3 separate regions of the Zea mays genome follow, and regions 1 and 3 are each linked to region 2. The links are chromatin contacts, called in public Hi-C maps. All regions are on one chromosome and are shown on one strand. Each heading gives the region's core, a stretch centred on a gene start, on an enhancer-like site or on the middle of the called end of the contact. The rest is flanking DNA. Distances are from core to core; before and after follow the strand shown. Region 1 holds the start of LOC100304289 (Eukaryotic aspartyl protease family protein). Region 2 holds the start of LOC100277895. Region 3 holds the start of LOC100272779 (50S ribosomal protein L21-like).

Region 1 (2,700 bases), core at 164-2,663, 160 kb before region 2:
CCGGAGACAGGAGGCAGGCGACAGCGCATCGGCGGCCGCGACGCCGCCCTACCTACGCCAACGTGCGCGCCACCAACGATCGGGGCGTCGCGTCGTCCAGATCGCGCGCGACGGATCGGAGAGACGCGGCCGGGGCCGGTGAAGAATAAATGTGTGGTGGTTGCCCGCTCGTCCGTCCCGGCCGGAGCCTGGACAACCTCGACCCGTACAACGTGCTGCTGCCGTGCTGCGGCTGCTTGTGGTTGGCCAATCCCTAGAATCTACTGTCACCGTGAGTCGTGTGTAGTCTACGTCTACCCTGAATGTAGTAGTAGAGGGTGAATTTCACAGGAGAGTCAGTCAAGTGCAAGAGCACAAGGCGCATGAACTCGTGCCCGCACTCACTAGCAGCCCCAGCAATCAGGAGCAGAGCCTGCCGAGCGAAGCAAATTGAATGCCATGCCGCGGCGAGACCGGCAGGAGGAGGAGGAGCACGGTTAAAAAGCTGCGCGAGTAATGGCGCGCGCGAGGTGAGGTCCCGACCCACCCGCTCGCTCACCAACCAACACGGCAACACTTACTACTGCTGCTGCGGTGGTGCCTGTTCTTGGGGAATGGAAATGGGGAGATGGTGAGGTACTGACCGGTAGTCGTAGGCGCAGGGACTAGCCGGCGACGAGCAGTTGGCGAGAGAGAAGGGCACGTAGGAGGTGCAGGTGTCGGAGGAGCACGCGAGGGGCGCCCACGACCTGGACTCGGAGGCGCGGAACTCGCGCGCCGGCGGGTCCGAAGCCGGTGGTCCAGCAGCGCCGCGGCACTTGACCCAGGTGAGGTCGCTGCCGGTGTCCGCCACCAGCACGAACGGCTGCGCGGGGGTGCCCACGCGGAAGCGCACGAAGTACTGGCCCGTGCCGGTGTAGGCCCCCGACGAGAGCGGCATGGCGAAGGCGGACGCGCCCACGTCGGCGGCGCGGCGCCGGCGGGACGCCAGCTGCGACCGGATGTACGCGTGGCGGCGCGCGTCGTCCCTCGCGCGCTCGCCCAGGGACGCGCCCGGCGCGGCGGGGACGAGGTCCAGCCGCGGCCGCGCCGGCTTCGGCTTCCTCCCGCCGCGCTGCCGCTGCTGGTGCTGTCGCCCGCCGCCCGACGCTGCCGCTGCCGCCGCGGCCAGCACGAGCAGCGCTAGTAGCAGCAGGTGGCCGCGCGACGCCATTTCTTGATCCTTGCTTGGCTTGCGGCCTCCTTCGATCCGATCCCTTCACGCCGTCACACGATGGCAACGGCGGACGACCCACGACGATGTTCCGCTGCTACGTACTGGGAAGAGGAGCAGCAGCGGGCATTTCGGCCTCCGCGCGAGCGTTGTCGGGTCGCGTGCTCGGCTGCTCGTGTTTACTCAGTCGAAGAAGAGGGAGGTGGCCGGAGCGGAGCAGAGTTTTTGGCTGCGTCCGTGACGGCGAAGCGGGGGAGACGTCGTCTTTTATAAACAAAATGGCTGGCGCTCTGCCCGTGGATTGGGTTGGGTCGGATCGTGCGCGCTTCGCTGGCGTTTGGCAAGCGCGACTGATTGGCGGCCGGGTCGAGCGAGCCAGGATGATAGATGATCTCCTTTCCTTCTTCCTGGTTCCTGCCCGCCGGAGATTTGCTCGCTGTCCGCCGTGGGCCATGGGCCCGGCCGCTCTAGTTGCCAGGCATGTTATGTTCGTGTGGGCCTCACATTCGAGTCCATCCATGGAAATCTTACGGCAGTAACGGCTATCTTATCGCGACAGAAATCCAGCTCTGCAAGATCACCGGCTGGCTGGTTTCAGGGCGGGGGGGAAGGAATCGAAAGGTAGGCAACAATGCGATCTGCAGAAGATGATTTCGCCCGGGTCCGGTCCTCCGGATGCCCGTTGGCAGCTACTAGCTAGGACGGCGAGCAAGCCGGATTCGCCGTCCTGATTGGCGATTCCGATCAGATCAGTTCCCCCAATCAGCACCTACTCCTTCGGTCCTTCCTACTCACACTATGCGCTGAACCAGGACAGACGCAGGTGCAGAGCTGCTAGTGCCCTGACTACATGCACACTCGATCGGTCGTTGGCGTGGTGCCGTGGTGGGGCCGTAATACTGTCTGGACGTGCCAAATCTCTGTCCGGACCAGCAGCTGCTGTGCTACTGTAGATTACATGGCTGGGCTCCGCGCGCACATTGGTCGTTGTGCCACCCATGCCGTGCCACGTTGCGCGCCCAGGTGTGCATGCACGTCCGCAGCCGCAGGTGACAGTGAGTCAGTGACACACAGGCGGCCCCTGTCATCGTTTGCAGTTTGCTCCGGTGAGCGACCGATCCAGCGTTGGCTGCGTGGGCCGTGGGCACAGGCATGCTGCTTGTTGGCTTCCCAGGAGCCCGGAGTCTTTTCTTTTGGTGACGCAAGCAAGGAGGCGACAAGTGGCACGTCGATCGACCAATGACGCGGCTGCACATTCGTTGCCCTTGCCCGCGTCGACAAGGGGCGGTGACGCATGCGCGCCGCCACGCGGCCGCTGCCGTTACGCTTGGCGGAGGTAGCCTCACGAGATAGAGATGACCGGCACAAGGGAGAGGAGAGGAGACACCGACCCAGCCCAATCGATGGACAGCACGCGCACACAACGACCAAGCTAAAACGTACAGTACAGGTGTTTGTTGAAATCCGTCCGTAAGCTTACTACACGCCTCGACATCTATCTTCCTGTC
Region 2 (2,830 bases), core at 247-2,746:
TGGTATGAATTGCTATCTGGGAACTTCCCTTTCCTGTTCTTGTTCAATCCAGATTTCTCATAGTATTTCATAGCCTCGTCCACCTTTGTGTAATTATACTTCAAACCAGAAAGATTGCCCCTATAGTTGGGAGTGATTGCACTAGAACCGGCAGCGACGGCCTCACCACTTTTCAGACTTGCATTCCAGACCAGACCAGCAGAAAAGCTCCGTTGCTGTAACGACCACACTGCCGGGAACCAGAAGCTCATCCCAATTCCACACTCACCTACTGCCAAATCTGCACGGGATGGCCCCGACTTCACCACGTGACACCCTTTGAGGCAAAGCCGGCTGCTCTTCTGATCCCAGAATCCATCCACCACGACGGCCTTCTCGCCCAGCATGAAGTAGTACCTTGATAACTCTGTCTGGTTAGTGAACGCCACATAAGCACGGACAGCGCCGTCATCGTTGCAGTGCATCCGGTTGACATACATGTAGCTTTGGTGAATCCCGAGTGAAGATGCGGTCGACTCGCTGCCACTCGGGTAGTCCAACCTGAACGGCGATTTGAGCATGGAACTGAGATGGGCGCACGAGAAATTCCTATTCTCGAACACCTGGAGCGCATCAAGCCTCCCCGCAGGCGGCGGCGGGCAGGAGGCGCTCTCCCCGTACGCGTAGCCCTCCTGGGTGTAGGCGACGAGTGAGATGGGCTCGATGGGGCTGATGGTGTCAACGTTCTCGAGGCGACCGGTGACGAAGGGCCGCGTCACGTTGGCGGGGCTGGGAAAGCCGAGACGGAGCACGACGGGGAGGAAGTGCACGGGCGAGCCGTCGGCGGCGCGCCCGGACCCGGTGCCGACCATGCAGAGGTCCCCGGACCCGGTGGAGTAGTAGCCCTCCAGGCCGAAGGTGATGGAGCCGCGCCGCCCCGTGAAGCGCGGGAGGCGCGGGCGGAAGTGGCGCGCGCGGCCGTCGTACTCGAAGAGGTTCCGGCCGCCGCGGTCGCGGAACGGGCGCCGCCCGCCGGAGACGGTGAGAGTGGCGGAGACGTGGAGGAGCGAGGCGTTGGTGGTGCGGGCGACGGAGGAGGGGAGCAACGAGAAGGAGCGCGGCTGGGAGGAGGGGTCGGGGCCGAAGATGCGGTCCCCGCCGACGAAGTACCCGGTGGAGACCTCGGGGACGGGGACACGGGCGTCGGGCCCGAGCGCCGAAACTTCGCCGCCGGGCAGGTCGAGCGCGGACGGGAGGTTGGGGCAGTGGTGGGAGTAGGATAAGGTGGACAGGGAGGTATCTGCCGCCGCTACCGCGGATGCGGGGATCCGGATCAGGAGTAGGAGCAGGACCGGTAGGACGACGAGCTGCTGGTGGCTACGGTTAGCACTCGGTGGCGCCATTTGAGAGGTGGAGAGGAAGCGGGGAGTGAGATCTCGTCTCCCCCTCCCCTCGCCCATCTTCTGGTTTTTGTTCGGGCAAGGATCTCGTGCCGACGGGCGACGGGGGAGGAGAGGAGCGGCGGAAGGCTTTGACTTCGCGGGTTTAAGCTGTCGATATGTTCGATGAGATTTTTTTGTCTTACCATTTTCTGGGCTTCGGTGGGAATTTTTCTTCTCTTCCTTTTCTCACCTGACAGAAGAATGGTTGATTTTTGTTACCACATCTGTATTCTTGGTTAACAAATCTACTATACTTATTTGATATTATAAATATCAATGTTTTTTTTGTTTATATAGTCGATCAAATTTAACATACTTTGATTTAATATTGTACTAGAATTGTATTTTACGGATCAGAGAAACTGCATAGGGTTGTTAGGTATTAATTTACATCCGCCTCTAGTATTAACACAACTTTACCTATTTTTCGAACTAGGCAAAAATCTAGCTAGTCTAGCAAGGACAACTATTTTTATGAGGCTTTCAAAATCGTCTCCAAGCCTATGCTCACAATAGCTCTAGAGCGAAGATCTATTTTTTGTTGGTGTTATTTTTAGATACATCGATGATTTTTTTCTATAGCCATCTATTGTCGTGGCACAACATAAGAATATGTAAAGTACCAAAAAAATATTGAAGAGGGTGAAGGTATGAGTGACCGATGTGTTGAACCTGAGCATGACCGAGAGCGAATCTAGGATTATAGCTGGGGACTTCGGCAACAGAAGGGTCCTAAACTTAACTTGTAATAGTCCCCTTAAGATTTGCTTGCTCTAAACTAGACCCTTGGTAACACAGAGGCTCGATGTGGCTTGTTCGGTCCTTGGGACATTGGACCCTGAGGTCAGAATGGTAGACGTCAACTTTGTTGAATAGTTCCAATTATTACTGAACATAATCTTAGCGAAAGTGGTAAACAATTTATCGTATCAGGGATGACACCTTTTTAGCACCCCGAATGATGGCTTAAGAAGGAGGTTTCTAGCAGTGGGTCCTGAATAAATGGCGACGCAGAGGAACAACAAACTAGGCTAGAAAAAGCGACCCACTATATCAAAAGAGATCTAGTTTTGCTGGGGTAATGCCTCCAGACATCTTTGTCGGACCATTTAGCACATGAGCATTCCAACCTTGACCTGGCTTACTCTAGGACACACCAAACTTTATTAAACATAAGAGTAAAGTGTATTGTCGGTCCTTGAACATGGCACGTTGTGTCACTTAGGCCCTTAACTCAGAAAACCAGAAAAACATGTTCTCGAACTTTGTCGGTCCATTTAAAACCATCCAAAACCGGTTTCGCAAAATTGGATGTCGACATGGCATGCCACCTCGGAACCATTTGGGATCTCGAACTTGGTATGTTGTGTCACATGGGTCCCTGAACTTAGATGTTGTGTCACTAGGCC
Region 3 (2,726 bases), core at 143-2,642, 140 kb after region 2:
TAAATTTGAGCAGAATCAGGGGCGGAGGAGCCAATGTTGCTCCATATTGCCTAAGCAATACCTTACTTTCGTCCAGCACAAATATTAAACCAAAAAAAATAGCTCTAAACACCAAGTGCCAAAACCCACACACACGACAGCTCACCTGAAACCGTTCCTGGCATGATTTGAAGAGATATTTTATTTTAGTTAAAGTTGTAGTGGAAGTGAACAAAGTACACGGGCTAGTGGAGTATAAGCTTATTATGAACCTGAAGTAGAGATGGTAGAAGAGATTGCACATGTTCCACAAAATACACATGTGTTAAGAGGACAACGGTGAGGAAGTTAACCGTAAAAATAGAAAGTATATTATTGTTAACTCTTTTTATTTTTCGCAGATTTTTTGTACTATATTATAATTGATAAAAAATGTACATTGATCCCCTCCTATTTTCTTGCGACACTACTTGAGCTACACCTTGTTTTTCTCACGTCCTCCACCACTGAGCAGAATTACAATGGTCCAAGCCCTAGTACATAAAGAGAGCTATATCACCGGGGTTCCACTGCAAGCAGGAAATTCTAGATACCATTACACGATCAAGTATAGCAACATTTTTCTATTGCGTTATATACGATGATAATACATGAAACAGGGAAGAACACAAAGCTTCCATACTGAAAAGCAACATCAAACAGCGCAACTAAATCACACAAGCCACAGCCTCAATGTATACAAGCCAGTCAGGTCGCACTAGAAGCGCAATTTTTACCTTGTCGTTCACATCACAGAACTTCAACCTCTCCGTGAAGATTGAGTCGCCATTGCTCACCTTGAATTGATGCGAGCCGATCTGCAGCGAGAAACAAGCACACACGCAGTCACGCATTAGATCCAAACCCCAGCCTCAAATATCGAAAGACAGGCCAAATGGAGCAGACCTGTACGATGGCGAAGACGGGCTCGTAGGGCTTGAAGGGTTTCTCGTCAGCCCCGAGCGGTGCGAGCACCTTGTAGCCGATCTCCGCCGCCTCCGCTACCTTCTCCTCTTCCGTCTTCCCGCTCGGTTTCTTCGCCGCCACCGCCTCCTCATCGTCCCCCCATTCCCCCTCGCTATCCTCCTCGTCGTAGTGTTCTTCTTCGTCTTCATATTCGTCGTCCTCGTCGCCGGAGGAGCGGGTCGCGAAGTGGCAGCGCGAGAGGTAGTACAGCCGAGGGGAGGGGAGGGCCCCGGGAGCTGGGGGGCCGAGGGCCTCGGACGAAGTGGTCAGGGTTCTTGTCGCGATCGAGCCCGGTGCAAAAGGTTGAGATCTCTGAGGGACGAGGCGGCTCGAGAGTAGGCGGAGGAGGCAGCGCCGCGACGCCATGGCTGCGGCGACGGCGGAGGCAGGGGAACGGAGGGCACGAAAGTGTAGAAATGGAAATACTCGGTGACAGCGGTTTTGACGAGACTACACAGTGATAGATCAGACTACACATAACACAGTGACAGATCAGACAATCCCGATTAAAGGCGTCCAATGAGAGCCATGTCCAATCCAAGCAAAAAATTCAAATATCAAACCACACACGTCCCTGATCTAAAATAAATGTATATCTTATTTCACGGGAAATCAAATACTTTTGAATTTAACTAAACATATATTAGTGTGACATAACCGAGGCCCTCTTTTGCAGTGATAAAAAACTGTCAAAACGAAAGGTAACGGAAAACGGTAAAGTTAAAACTGATTTTGGTCAGACGACAACAAATTTGTCAGTATTTACCGTTCTTTGAGAAACCCAAACCCTGCCAAAAAGAGATAAGGCGCTTTTGGCAAAATATGGCCTAAGTGAATCTCTCCTACTAAATAAAGTCAGGTGGTGAAACCAAAACCATTCCAAATAGAACTAAGTTAAAATGTGAAGAACATTACATAGCCAAGTAGCATATTGCCACAGTATATTTGCTTTGAACAAAGGAAACAAATCGATCATTTGTAGCATGTGCTATCTGGTTCGACACATTTGCATCTATAACCAAAACCATCGAGGACTCCAACATGACCAGACGGCCAGCCAAATTTCTTCCTGTCGATCTCAACGAGCAAGGCCAGCAGAGCCTCGCACACATCTCGCTTGCATCGGCCTCATCGCTACACATCTTAAGCGTGGGGTAAACCATCCACGCGTGGTCCAGCCTTCTCTCGGGCCTCACCACCACCAACCCAGGCACCTCGGCATCACGCCTCGTCACCAGCCCGGTGCTCCTCTCCCCATAGTGCAGCCGCAGGTGGAGGGCCGTAAGCCCATGACCACCATGGCTGCCGACACATCGATGAAGTCCTTTGAAGAGCTCACCGACGGGAAGTTTGTGCTTGGTGATGCAGTCCTTTGTCTTAACATGTGTGAGGCGTGCTCCAAGGCCCTGATGTCACCCTGCAATTGTTCGTCTGTTTTTGAAACTGAAATGGGTGAGATAATTATTAAACAATTTTGTGAACAATATATTTGGCCGAGAAACAGTTCGTGATAGACCTTGATTAGTTTGCATACCATGAGCTCCATGATCCTCCTTGTATCCTTTTCAGGGATCAGGCCTTCTCGAAAGATATCAGAGGCGACCGGGGTGCCACCATATGGGCTCAGAACCAACGCCAGGCCAGTAGTAACCTTACCCTTGAGCTCAGACCAGTACAAGAAAAGAAAGAGCTGCAGCTGCATCAACTCCACCTTTGATATGGACAAGGAGCAGAACCTGCTT

The links. A called contact is a pair of places that touch in the nucleus more often than the background predicts.
Region 1: a contact with region 2 is called in a Hi-C map of tassel, with 4 times the contacts expected there. The contact joins the promoter of LOC100304289 here to the promoter of LOC100277895 in region 2. A contact is called at or near these places in 5 of 25 Hi-C or Micro-C datasets (ear, endosperm, leaf and 1 more).
Region 3: a Hi-C map of tassel shows a contact between it and region 2, with 2.3 times the contacts expected there. The contact joins the promoter of LOC100272779 here to the promoter of LOC100277895 in region 2. A contact is called at or near these places in 4 of 25 Hi-C or Micro-C datasets (ear, endosperm, leaf and 1 more).

Annotation. Positions count from the first base shown.
Region 1 is chr8:68,443,771-68,446,470 of Zm-B73-REFERENCE-NAM-5.0, forward strand. It overlaps LOC100304289 (Eukaryotic aspartyl protease family protein), which reads right to left and starts at 1,414. Exons shown (of 2, transcript NM_001165731.2): 1 at 624-1,414. The coding sequence starts at 1,192.
Region 2 is chr8:68,606,773-68,609,602 of Zm-B73-REFERENCE-NAM-5.0, forward strand. It overlaps LOC100277895, which reads right to left and starts at 1,497. Exons shown (of 1, transcript NM_001151344.2): 1 at 1-1,497. The coding sequence starts at 1,439.
Region 3 is chr8:68,746,445-68,749,170 of Zm-B73-REFERENCE-NAM-5.0, forward strand. LOC100272779 (50S ribosomal protein L21-like) reads right to left here and starts at 1,393. Exons shown (of 5, transcript NM_001147232.2): 1 at 925-1,393; 2 at 756-836. The coding sequence starts at 1,350. It also overlaps the pseudogene LOC109941512.